Linked DNA regions of Triticum aestivum: region 1 is linked to region 2. Evidence: chromatin contacts called from public Hi-C data. All regions are on one chromosome and are shown on one strand. Each heading gives the region's core, a stretch centred on a gene start, on an enhancer-like site or on the middle of the called end of the contact. The rest is flanking DNA. Distances are from core to core; before and after follow the strand shown. Region 1 holds the start of LOC123181510 (ADP-ribosylation factor). Region 2 holds the start of LOC123181509 (protein NRT1/ PTR FAMILY 8.5).

Evidence for each region. A called contact is a pair of places that touch in the nucleus more often than the background predicts.
Region 1: a contact with region 2 is called in a Hi-C map of leaf, with 5 times the contacts expected there. The contact joins the promoter of LOC123181510 here to the promoter of LOC123181509 in region 2. A contact is called at or near these places in 2 of 5 Hi-C or Micro-C datasets (both in leaf).

Annotation. Positions count from the first base shown.
Region 1 is chr1D:286,884,797-286,890,087 of IWGSC CS RefSeq v2.1, reverse strand. LOC123181510 (ADP-ribosylation factor) reads right to left here and starts at 1,384. Exons shown (of 6, transcript XM_044593786.1): 1 at 1,067-1,384; 2 at 617-707; 3 at 377-492. The coding sequence starts at 1,123.
Region 2 is chr1D:286,687,521-286,692,993 of IWGSC CS RefSeq v2.1, reverse strand. LOC123181509 (protein NRT1/ PTR FAMILY 8.5) reads right to left here and starts at 2,960. Exons shown (of 8, transcript XM_044593785.1): 1 at 2,667-2,960; 2 at 2,027-2,087; 3 at 1,698-1,915; 4 at 1,033-1,589; 5 at 1-286. The coding sequence starts at 2,723.

The DNA.
Region 1 (5,291 bases), core at 135-2,634, 200 kb before region 2:
AAGGCGAGTCTAGCATGGTCCACTAAGATGAAGGTCCTGGGCTAGGTAGGGAGATGTGTAGTAACATCCAGATACTTACCCTGTTTGGCTAACAATTCTACCATGTCTGTTTTTGGTGGCTCAGAAGCTAAGAGCAGTAACGTATGCAAATATCCATAGTAGATACTAGATAAGCTAATTGACCATCTTTCCTGCTGACTGCTACTGAACTTGTTCATAAATCAGATGGGCACAAAAGAGAAGCAAGTAAAGAATGAAACAACTAACCGGAGGAAAGGAATTTATAGCTTTAGTAGTCCTGTATGTTCCCATATATGTTGAATTGTTGCTTAAAATACAACGAAACAGCAAGCAAGCATATGGAATGAGTAATGACCAGAGCATCCGTGTTGTTGAAGTAGTGCCTCCACAAGGGCCTCAATTTCTCCTGGCCGCCCACATCCCACACAGTGAACACTACATTCTTGTACTGAACCTTCTCAACATTGAAACCTGCCCACGAACGGATTAATTAGCAAAGTAGTTCAAGGGCTTCATGTTTAGTCGGATGAAAGCACAGTGCATGAGCCCAAAATTAGTTAATAAGTTAAGAGATAGGCAGGCGGGTATGTTGTACCAATAGTGGGGACGGTGGAGAGTACTTCGCCAATGTGTAGCTTGTAGAGTATGGTGGTTTTACCGGCTGCATCCAACCCAAGCATCACCACCTAGCATAAGGCAACAGGCCATTCCATTAGAATCGAGGAGCACAACGAATTAACTTGGATCTTCGTGCCCTCTGACTCTCTGAGTATCTCTGACGAAAATAGCAACTAACATGACAGAGAAGCAGCTAGTAAGAAAGCGAGCACCATCACATCACATGGTTGATATGTAAAATCTGCTAGCAACTCACTTGTATGTATCCAGGATGAAAAAAAATCGAATCAGACAGAAACATATGAAACTAATAGTAAATCAAAGGAGGAGCGGATCGATATGTGCTCTGATTCATTCTTAAAGTCTGTCGACCGATCCATTCGCCCAACAAACTAATTAGGAGAAGAGAGGAGAAAAGAGGGCGCACCCGCATCTCCTTGTTGCCGAAGAAGGCATCGAAGAGCTTGCGAAAGGCCTGGCCCATCTCCCTCCCTCCCTGGATCAGGGGAATCTGGCCGGCTGGTCGGCCGCCGAAGAGGATGGGAACGGACCGGCTTCTGGAAGTTTCTGCGGCGTGTGTGAGGTTCGGGGAAGGATCGATCGGGCCCGCCCCTGCCTGCCTGCCTGCCTTCCTCTCGTCGAAGTCGGAGCCGGAGACGACGGGGGAGGAGGACGAGGAGGTGGAGATGCTGAGCTCACTGGCGTTGGGGGTGGTAGCGGATTCCCAAGGAATAATCTGGGCCGTCTACTTTTACGTGGGCCCCGACGACCATGTGAGCGGGTTGCAGTTAGGTTAGGTCGGGTTAAGCTGTTTTTTTTTCTGCAGCTGGGTGAGGGTTTTTTCTCTGGAATGCGCACGAATGTGCCTATTATATGTTAAGTTTGCATGAGGCAACATCTCAGTCCACTCCACGTGCACTCTAGTGTAGTAAAGTGGACCACTCGCTACTCACCCACAAAGATGCCGCCGCTAGGAAAGTACCTAGCTCCTCACCTACAAGCCTTGCTAAAAACCAAACCTCGCTTTCGAACGCAGTGCATCGTAGTACACCCCTCATGCTCGTCGTCTCCCCATAAAAAGCGACCGCGTTCCGATGCTTCCAAAGCTCCCAAAGGCACATGAGGTGGATAGCACACTCCGCTTTACCGAGGCGACCGTGAGCCCCAGTCCTCAAACACCAATCCGGTAGCGAGTCTTCCATCGTCGGTGCACCATCCCTAGTGCCCAGAGCCGCATAAACCTTGTCCCAAATTCTTCTCGCAAAGACGCGGGTAATTAGCAAGTGACCAGTCGTCTCATCGTGCTGATCGCAAAATGGGCATGCGGCTTGATGTGCGAGGCCTCTGCGCGCTAATCTATCAGACGTCTAGATCACCTTTTTCTTTAATAACCAATTCTAGAAATCATTTTCTTTAACAACCTAAAAGAAAAGACTAGTTTTTTCAGACATATGTGACACCCTGGATTTTGGCTTTTTCTTTTTCCTTTGTTTTTCCTTGGATTATTGCTTTGATTTGTTTTTTTGTGGCTTTGTGGTTTGAAAACTTGGGAAGAATATATCTTCCTAGGTTCCATAGTGGCTTGTCATCCTCTAAATCATCCCAAGACCCTGTCATTCCTTATCTTGGACCAATCCCAATATTCTTTTTATTGGGAATACTCCTTTTCTATTAAAGGAATAGTCCTATTTGCCCTAGGTTGTGAAGCAACCTACTCCCTCCGTCCTAAAATAACTGTCTCAACTTTGTACTAGCTCTAGTACAAAGTTGTACTAAGCTTGAGACACTTATTTTGGGACGGAGGGAGTATATTTCTGTCATTCATAAAATTCTCAAATAATTCTCATAAATTGTTTGGGTCGTATCTTCCTCAAATATGGCAAAACCCTTCCTTGCCATGTTCAAAGATAATTCACCAATATTCCTTTTCCTATTCTGTCCTAAATGCCACTTTGTGAAGCAAGTGCTATTTATCTTTGCTTGCTTGACCCCAAACTTTTTGGGAACGGTAAGCATGAGAGTTTGTAGCATAACCAACAAAGATGCCATCTTGAGCTCTAGGTTCAAATTTAGACAAACGAACACCTTTCTTGAGAATGAAACACTTACAACCGAACACCCGGAAGTACTTGAGGTTGGGCTTGTTACCGGTAAGTATCTCATATGGAGTCTTTTTCAAGCCTTTGCGGAGATAGAGCCGACTGGATGCATGATGCGGTGTTGATGGCTTCGGCCCAAAAGTTGTACGGAGGTTTGAATTCCGCCATCATAGTCCTTGCCGCATCCATCAACGTCCGGTTCTTCCTCTCCGCTACACCATTTTGTTGAGGGGTATAGGGTGCGGCATATTGGTGCTTGATCCCCTCATCACTAAGAAACTCATCTAAGGTGTATTTCTTGAACTCGATGCCGTTGTCACTTCTAATCATCAAAATCTTTGCTTCATGTCGACGTTGAGCTTCATTAGCAAAGTCAATGACGGTTTGTTGGGTCTCACTCTTCCTCTTGAAGAAATATACCCAAGTGTATCTTGAATAGTCATCCACAATCATCAAGCAATACTTTCTCCCCCCATGACTATCAAAAGATGGAGGACCAAAGAGATCCATGTGAAGGAGCTCCAAGGGCCTCTTCGAGTAGATGATAGTCGTGGGTCGGTGAGCCGTTTCATGAAGCTTTCCTTCGATACAAGCGCTGCAAGCACGGTCTTTGGCAAAACTCACATTTGTTAGCCCATGAACGTGATCCCCTTTGAGGAGACTTTGCAAAGATCTCATATTGACATGGGCTAGTTGATACGTCTCCAATGTATCTATAATTTTTGATTGTTCCATGCTGGTATATTATCAATCTTGGCTGTTTTATAATCATTTTATATCATTTTTTGGTACTAACCTATGACATAGTGCCAAGTGCCAGTTGCTGTTTTCTGCATGTATTTTACACCACAGGAAATCAATAACAAACGGAGTCCAAATGCAACGAAACTTGACGGAGAATTTTTATGGACCAGAAGACACCTAATGGGACAAGGCAGCGCCTTGGGGGGGGGTGCTCCGAGGAGAGCACAACCCACCAGGGCGCGCCAGGAGGCCCAAGCGCACCCTAGTGGGTTGTGCCCACCTCGGGTGCCCCCGTACCGGCTCTTTGCTCTATAAATACCCCAATATTCCAGAAACCCTAGGGGAGTCGACGAAAATCAATTCCAGCCGCTGTAGAGTCCAGAACCACCAGATCCAATCTAGACACCATCACGGAGGGGTTCACCGCTTCCATTGGTGCCTCTCCGATGATGCTTGAGTAGTTCTTTGTAGACCTTCAGGTCCGTAGTTAGTAGCTAGATAGCTTCCTCTCTCTCGCTGGATTCTAAATACAATGGTCTCTTGGAGATCCATATGATGTAACTCTTTTTGTGGTGTGTTTGTTGGGATCCGATGAACTTTGAGTTTATGATCAGATCTATCTTTTTATATCCATGAAAGTTATTTGAGTTTCTTTGATCTCTTATATGCATGATTGCTTATAGCCTCGTATTTCTTCTCCGATATTTGGGTTTTGTTTGGCCAACTTGATCTATTTATCTTGCAATGGGAAGAGGTGCTTTGTAGTGGGTTCGATCTTACGGTGCTTGATCCCAGTGACAGAAGGGGAACCGACACGTATGTATCATTGCTACTAAGGATAAAATGATGGGGTCTATCTCTACATAGATAGATCTTGTCTACATCATGTCATCGTTCTTATTGCATTACTCCGTTTCTCCACGAACTTAATACACTAGATGCATGCTGGATAGCGGTCGATGTGTGGAGTAATAGTAGTAGATGCAGGCAGGAGTCAGTCTACTAATCTTGGACGTGATGCCTATATAATGATCATTGCCTGGATATCGTCATGATTATTTGAAGTTCTATCTATTCCCAACAGTAATTTTTTTACCCACCGTTTGCTATTTTTCTCGAGAGAAGCCACTAGTGAAACCTACGGCCCCCGGGTCTCTTTCTCATATTATTTGCTTTTGCGATCTATTTTTCCTTTGCTTTTATTTTCAGATCTATTAAACCAAAAATACAAAAATACCTTGCTACGTTTTATTATTATTTATTTTATTTGGCGTTCGATCTATTAATCTACTACAATTTATCTCACATCCGTTTGCCTATCTTGAGGCGTCGTTACCCGAAAGGGATTGGCAACCCCTTTAACACGTGGGTTGTGAGGATTTGTTATTTGTGTGTAGGGGCTATTTACGTTGTGTTGCTTGGTTCTCCTACTAGTTCGATAACCTTGGTTTCATTAATGAGGGAAATACCTACCACTGTTGTGCTACATCATCCCTTCCTCTTTGGGGAAATACCGACGTAGTCCTAACAGACATCAAAAGGAAATTTTTGGTGCCGTTGTCGGGGAGGATCTTCAACATATACCTGGTTCCTAATCACAAATCTCATCTCCTCGCAATTTACATTATCTGCCATTTGCCTCTCGTTTTCCTCTCCCCCACTTCACAAAAAATTGTCGTTTTATTCGCCCCTCTTTTCCGTTCGCCGTTTTCTTGTCGGATCTGTTTTCGCGTGCGTTCTTGTTTGCGTAGTCATGATGCCTCAAAGAAAATATTATGATGTTCCTTACCCCAATATTTTGCTTGAAAT
Region 2 (5,473 bases), core at 1,711-4,210:
CACGACAAAGATCATCATGAAGACCACCGAGGCAGAGTTCATGGAAGCAGGAGGGACGGAGAAGGATCCAATCTTTGTGTTCATTTTGTTCCCCTGTTGGATGAAGGTGGTGGCTGTTTGGCACATGGAAGCTGCGTAGAACACGCTGGTGAACCATATTGGAAGCATCCGAACAAGAATCTTCACTTCCTCCACCTGAGTTACAGTGCATAGCATCCATGGACGCCCAGAAAGGCTCTCCTTTATCTCCTGGTCCCCTAAGACTACAGCAGCCTTATCTAAGCACCTGAAAGGATTGAAATGTCAAAGTGCAGAATACATATTCGACTAAAAGGTAACAAGAATAACTCAAATTGCAAAACACAATCTTCACCACCAGTCCATGATTGTAACTAAAGCATTACAGAAACTAAAGTTGTGGTTTTAGGCTGTATTACGCATGCAAAAAATCTAATGTTTTTTTGGTGTGGAAAGGAGGGTAACACCCGGCCTCTGCATATTGCAATGCACACAGCCACACAAAATTCTAATGTTTGATCATAACATAACATGACTCACATCCACAATATTGCGAGACATTTAATTCTATCTGGTAGATGAGATGGGGCTAATTAGGACTGATATATTTCATGCCAAATTGTTCTGACTAATTACAATTGGGGGTTGTGGTTGACGAAGAGTACGATATAAGGGCAAATTGAGCTTTATTTCTCTTTGAGATTCACATGAACAAATCAAGGCTACATGACAATGTAACTTTTTAATACAAAGATCTTTTCTAATAGCTCTAACAACATCATTCATTATAAGAAAATGAACATAAAAGCCGCTAGTAATTTCATAAATATTTGTTGACCCTGTTTTCGTAAAATAATGTTAAGGGGGATATTACACCTTCCAGATGTCTATTTGTAGCTAGTGGGGAATTCTAGAAAACATGTGAGGTAAGTTTCTTTTGTTAAAACAGACAAATTTAAACTAACTTGTCCAGCTAGGCTAGCAGACTTGGATTCCATCATGTGATAAACATACCTGAATCCTTCAGTATGTGCCAATTTGTTTGGTGCTTCATTGGTTAAGTCAGCATCATTTCCATCAAACAATATTGAGCTATCAGCAGGAACCTCCACTTTTCTCTTTTTAAATGATGCAACAAACACCGCTACAAGACTTTTAAGTGGGCTTCCAGTAGGAAGTTGAACCCTGTAGATTGGTGTTCCTGCCAAGAAGGCAACTGTGGCGATAATGAGGCATATCGATGAGATGCCAAATCCAAGAGACCAAGCAACATTTTGCTGTATCCATACAACAACTGTCCCCGAGATGAAGACGCCAAGGTTAATGGCAATGAAGAACCAGCTAAAGAAAGCCTGCTTCTTTTTACTCTGTTCAAGGTTTGAATCATCATACTGATCAGCTCCAAGTGGGAGCAAAGCTGATTTAACCCCTCCAGTCCCAACCGAGACAAGGTATAGTGCAGTAAAGAAGACAAAATTCTGAAACCCTGTGGCAGGAGGGCATGAAGTTCCTTCACATGCGGCGGGTTGTAAAGATGGAATGATCGCCGAAGCAGTTATGATGAGCAACCCCTATTTGTTGACAGACAAATTTAGGAGTTAAGAAATCACACATGATGACTGCAACAAAATGGGCATAAAAGAGAGCAAGTTCTGAAGTAATAGAATGCATGTACTTACAGTAAGATAGAATATTATGGAGATGGCCACGGTCTTGTACTTCCCCCAGTATGTATCAGCAAGAAATGCTCCGAGGACGGGCGTGAGGAACGTGGTGCCGTTCCATGTATCGACATTCGCGGCATTTGAAGCCGTAGTTCCATGAAGGACCTTCCCAAGATATACTACCAAGTTGAGGGCAATACCAGCGTAGGCAATGCTCTCCAAGAACTCAAACGCTGCAGCGAAAAGGAGTGTTAATTTTGTTGCAACATCAGAAAATGTTCATCACATAGTAGGTTTGTTTGCATTCATGAGACTGGCAGGAAGAAATATGAGGAGGAGCCGACCCAAGATAATAGCAGGAGCCTTCCAGTTGAAGGGTTTGTGGTTGTGATCTGCTGACGAGACCTGTATGCATGGAGAAACATATGAACCAAGTTAAAGGTGACCAAATTGTGGATTTGAAATGAGGAAAAAATATGGTTGACCAATTTAGGGAGCTGGGATGAGAGCTGAGAGATTTAGTTTGAGGCGGATAGCAAGTGTCCAAGCGTCAGTGCAGAGGAGTGGCAAACAGGAGTGCGAATCTAAGTTGGAATTTGGATGTAATTTAAGTGAGCCGAGATCGGAATGTGCGCGCTGCTTGCTGCTACAAGCAAGCGAGCGAGCGGCTGAGAGATCTAACAGGATGAGCGTCGTGTACATACAGTCTACAATGAGAGTAGTACTAAAATTGAGCAACACCAACCCTATCTGACAAAACCGGTGCTGAATCTGAACCCCGTGGCGTGGCCATGAATCCGAGGAGTCTGGTCTCAATCTCTCACTGCTTGCGACGCGAGAGATGCTGCTGGTGGTGGTAGAAGAAGATTTCTGATGTAGTAGAGCCGCCGAGCCAGAGCCAGAGCCAGAGCAGAGAAATAAATGGGTGGCGGGTAGGCGGGCGTTTTTGGGGAATGGGCTTTTCCGGTGGGGAAGGCGGGTTACCTGGTTGGGGTTGTGCTGGTGGGAGAGGAGGGGCGCCTCTCCGGCCTCCGCGTCCATGGCGTGCCGCTGCCGCTGCCGGCCGTGGGTGCCGACGGAGGCTGGCCGGAGCGGGGCTCCCTCCGACTCTCTCGCCTTCCCCCGGGTCCGCTCCGCTCCCTCCCGTTCCAGCCTCCCAGCTACTTGGTGGTCGTCCTTGGCACGTAGCCGCCAGTACCAACGACTTTTATTTCTTCTATCTACTCTCCTGCCTCAACTACTAGTACTACTGTTAAGCAGCATCAGGGCACGTGTGTGTTCCCATCCCGCTCGCTCTCATCGAACTGTGGCTTCATTATTTGCGTGCGCCGTGTTTACCGCGCGTTGCGTATTTTAATTATCTCCGTCGCTTTCTATTCAGACCCACCCAACTCCATTCATTTCCTCATGTCCTCGAGCTCTAAGTATACTACTGCTGTAGACAGCGAAACCGGATCTTCCCTGATTCCCTCTGTAGCAGTAGCACCGGCGACTTTATTCCACCCGTGTTGAGCATGTCCTTTATTTATTTCTCCCTGAGAAAAAATAAATAAATTATCAGGTGTTCGTCCCTGCCCTGTCCAGTTCGTCGAAGCTTGTTTTTCCCTTTTTTTTCGTTTCTTTGATTTGATTGAAGTGTGTGTGGGGCATGACTTCATTCGCTGTCTTGCGGGCTGTCCATCTATCCACATCCAACTGCGCCATTCACTTGTTTTTCTAAACTTCAGGCTTAAGCTCATCTCCACAAATCAAATCAAACCAGACGATGTGATTTTTTGGTGAAGTATATCATTCATCAGTTTTCTCAACTGGTTCATCGACCCAACTACAGGAATTCTTATTACTGAAACTAAACCGTGCTAGCTCATGTGCCGCACGATTCGCTTCTCATCCCAAAGGCCAAATTCTTTGCGTGATTGACAATCCAAGGAAGGATTCGGATGGCGGATATGCTGGCAAGCGCACTAGGATAAATTGTGGCCTCTGCCCGCTATGTAGAAGGGAGCCGGAAACATCATCTCACTTGCTATACGAATGACGCTACACTTTGAGGCTTTGGGATTTGGTCCGGGATTGGCTCCAACTAGTGCACCTTGACACCATCGTTTGGGCTATGGAAAGGTCCATAAAAGATTGGTGGATCAAAATTTCTGGAAGGAACATCCCAAACAGGAGTGCGATGGCTTCCATCACTCATGTGTTGGACCATTTGGAATGAGAGGAATGCAAGGGTCTTCCGGCACAAATCCGGCCCTACAACGATTCTCATGGAGGAGATTAAGAAAGAAGTAATGGGTCATCACGGGTGCAAAGCGATTGGGTGAACTAATGTCGGGACAGTAGCTTTACTAGTGTTGGCGCTTTTGCGTCTTGTTGTAACCCCAACTCTATTTCTCCCTTAATTAATGGATGAGGCTAATCTTATGCCTTCGTTTCAAAAAAAACGCTTCCCATAAGCAATGTGTTAGGGCATATTTCTCCCTAAATGGTTTTGGTGAATGATGACAATGTGTTTGTGGACTAATCGTGTGCATTGAGCATTTCAGACTATCAAGCATATGGCACAAGACGATTCGTACCCCTCGGAGTTTCAAGTGAAGACGGTTTCTTTCCTTCGGTTCGTTTTGGTGGATTTGAGTCGTAGGGAAAACCATACTATCAAGAGGGGGGTCCGTTTCGGAAAGGTTCGGTTGGAATCAACACGTACACACTCATATTTGCACCCATCGCCTCTTTCCGCTTCATTGGAGTTGTCCTTCGTTTGTGCCGAAGAAGGGGTGGAGAGCTACAAGAGGTAGTACCGCGGGCAGCAGCGGTAGTACCGCTGCTACTCCCGCTCGTACTACCGCTTGTAGTTGGGGCCTTGATTTTTTCGTGTCGGGTTTTACGATAGTGCCTCAGGGTCTCCACCGTGCTACCTGTTCGCCCCTAGAAAATAGGTGGTAGTAGCAGCGGTAGTACCGCCTATAGGCGGTAGTACCGCCCCTACTACCACGGCTACCACCACCCGTTGCTCTGTTCTCTCCCCTGCTCTTCTAATCTCCTGTGTGTCCTGTAAGGAGCAGTAGTACCGCTCCCAGAACGGTAGTACCGCTTGCTTGCGGGCTGAGAGGTGCATAACCGTTGGATTTGTCCCCCACTATAAGAGGGGATCTTCTTCCCCCAAGAAGACTGACCTCTTCCTCCCCCAAACTCCATTGTGTTGGGGAACGCAGTATTTAAAAAAAATCCTACGATCACGCAAGATCTATCTAGGTGATGCATAGCAACAAGACGGGAGAGTATGTCCACGTACCCTCGTAGACCGAAAGCTGAAGCGTTTAGTAACGCGGTTGATGTAGTCGAACGTCTTCGCGATTCAACCGATCCAAGTACCGAACGTACGACACCTCCGTGTTCAACACACGTTCAGCACGATGATGTCCCTCGACAATATGACCGAGTTGGCCTCTTGATCCAGTTGAGGACGAGGGAGAGTTCCGTCAGCACAACGGCGTGGCGACCGTGATGATGAAGTTACCGGTGCACGGCTTTTCCTAAGCACTACGACAATATGACCGAGGTGTGTAACTGTGGAGGGGGCACCGCACACGGCTAAAAAGAAGACTTGGTGTCTCTATGGGGTGGCCCCCTCCCACGTATATAAAGGAGGGGGGAGGAAGAGGCCGGCCAAGGGGGGCGCACGCCATAGAGAGGGAGAAGGAAAGAGGGGGGCGCCGCCCCCTCCCTAGTTGGAGTCCCCTTCCTTTCCAAGAGGGGGAGAGAGGGAAGGAGGAAGAGAGGGAGAAGGA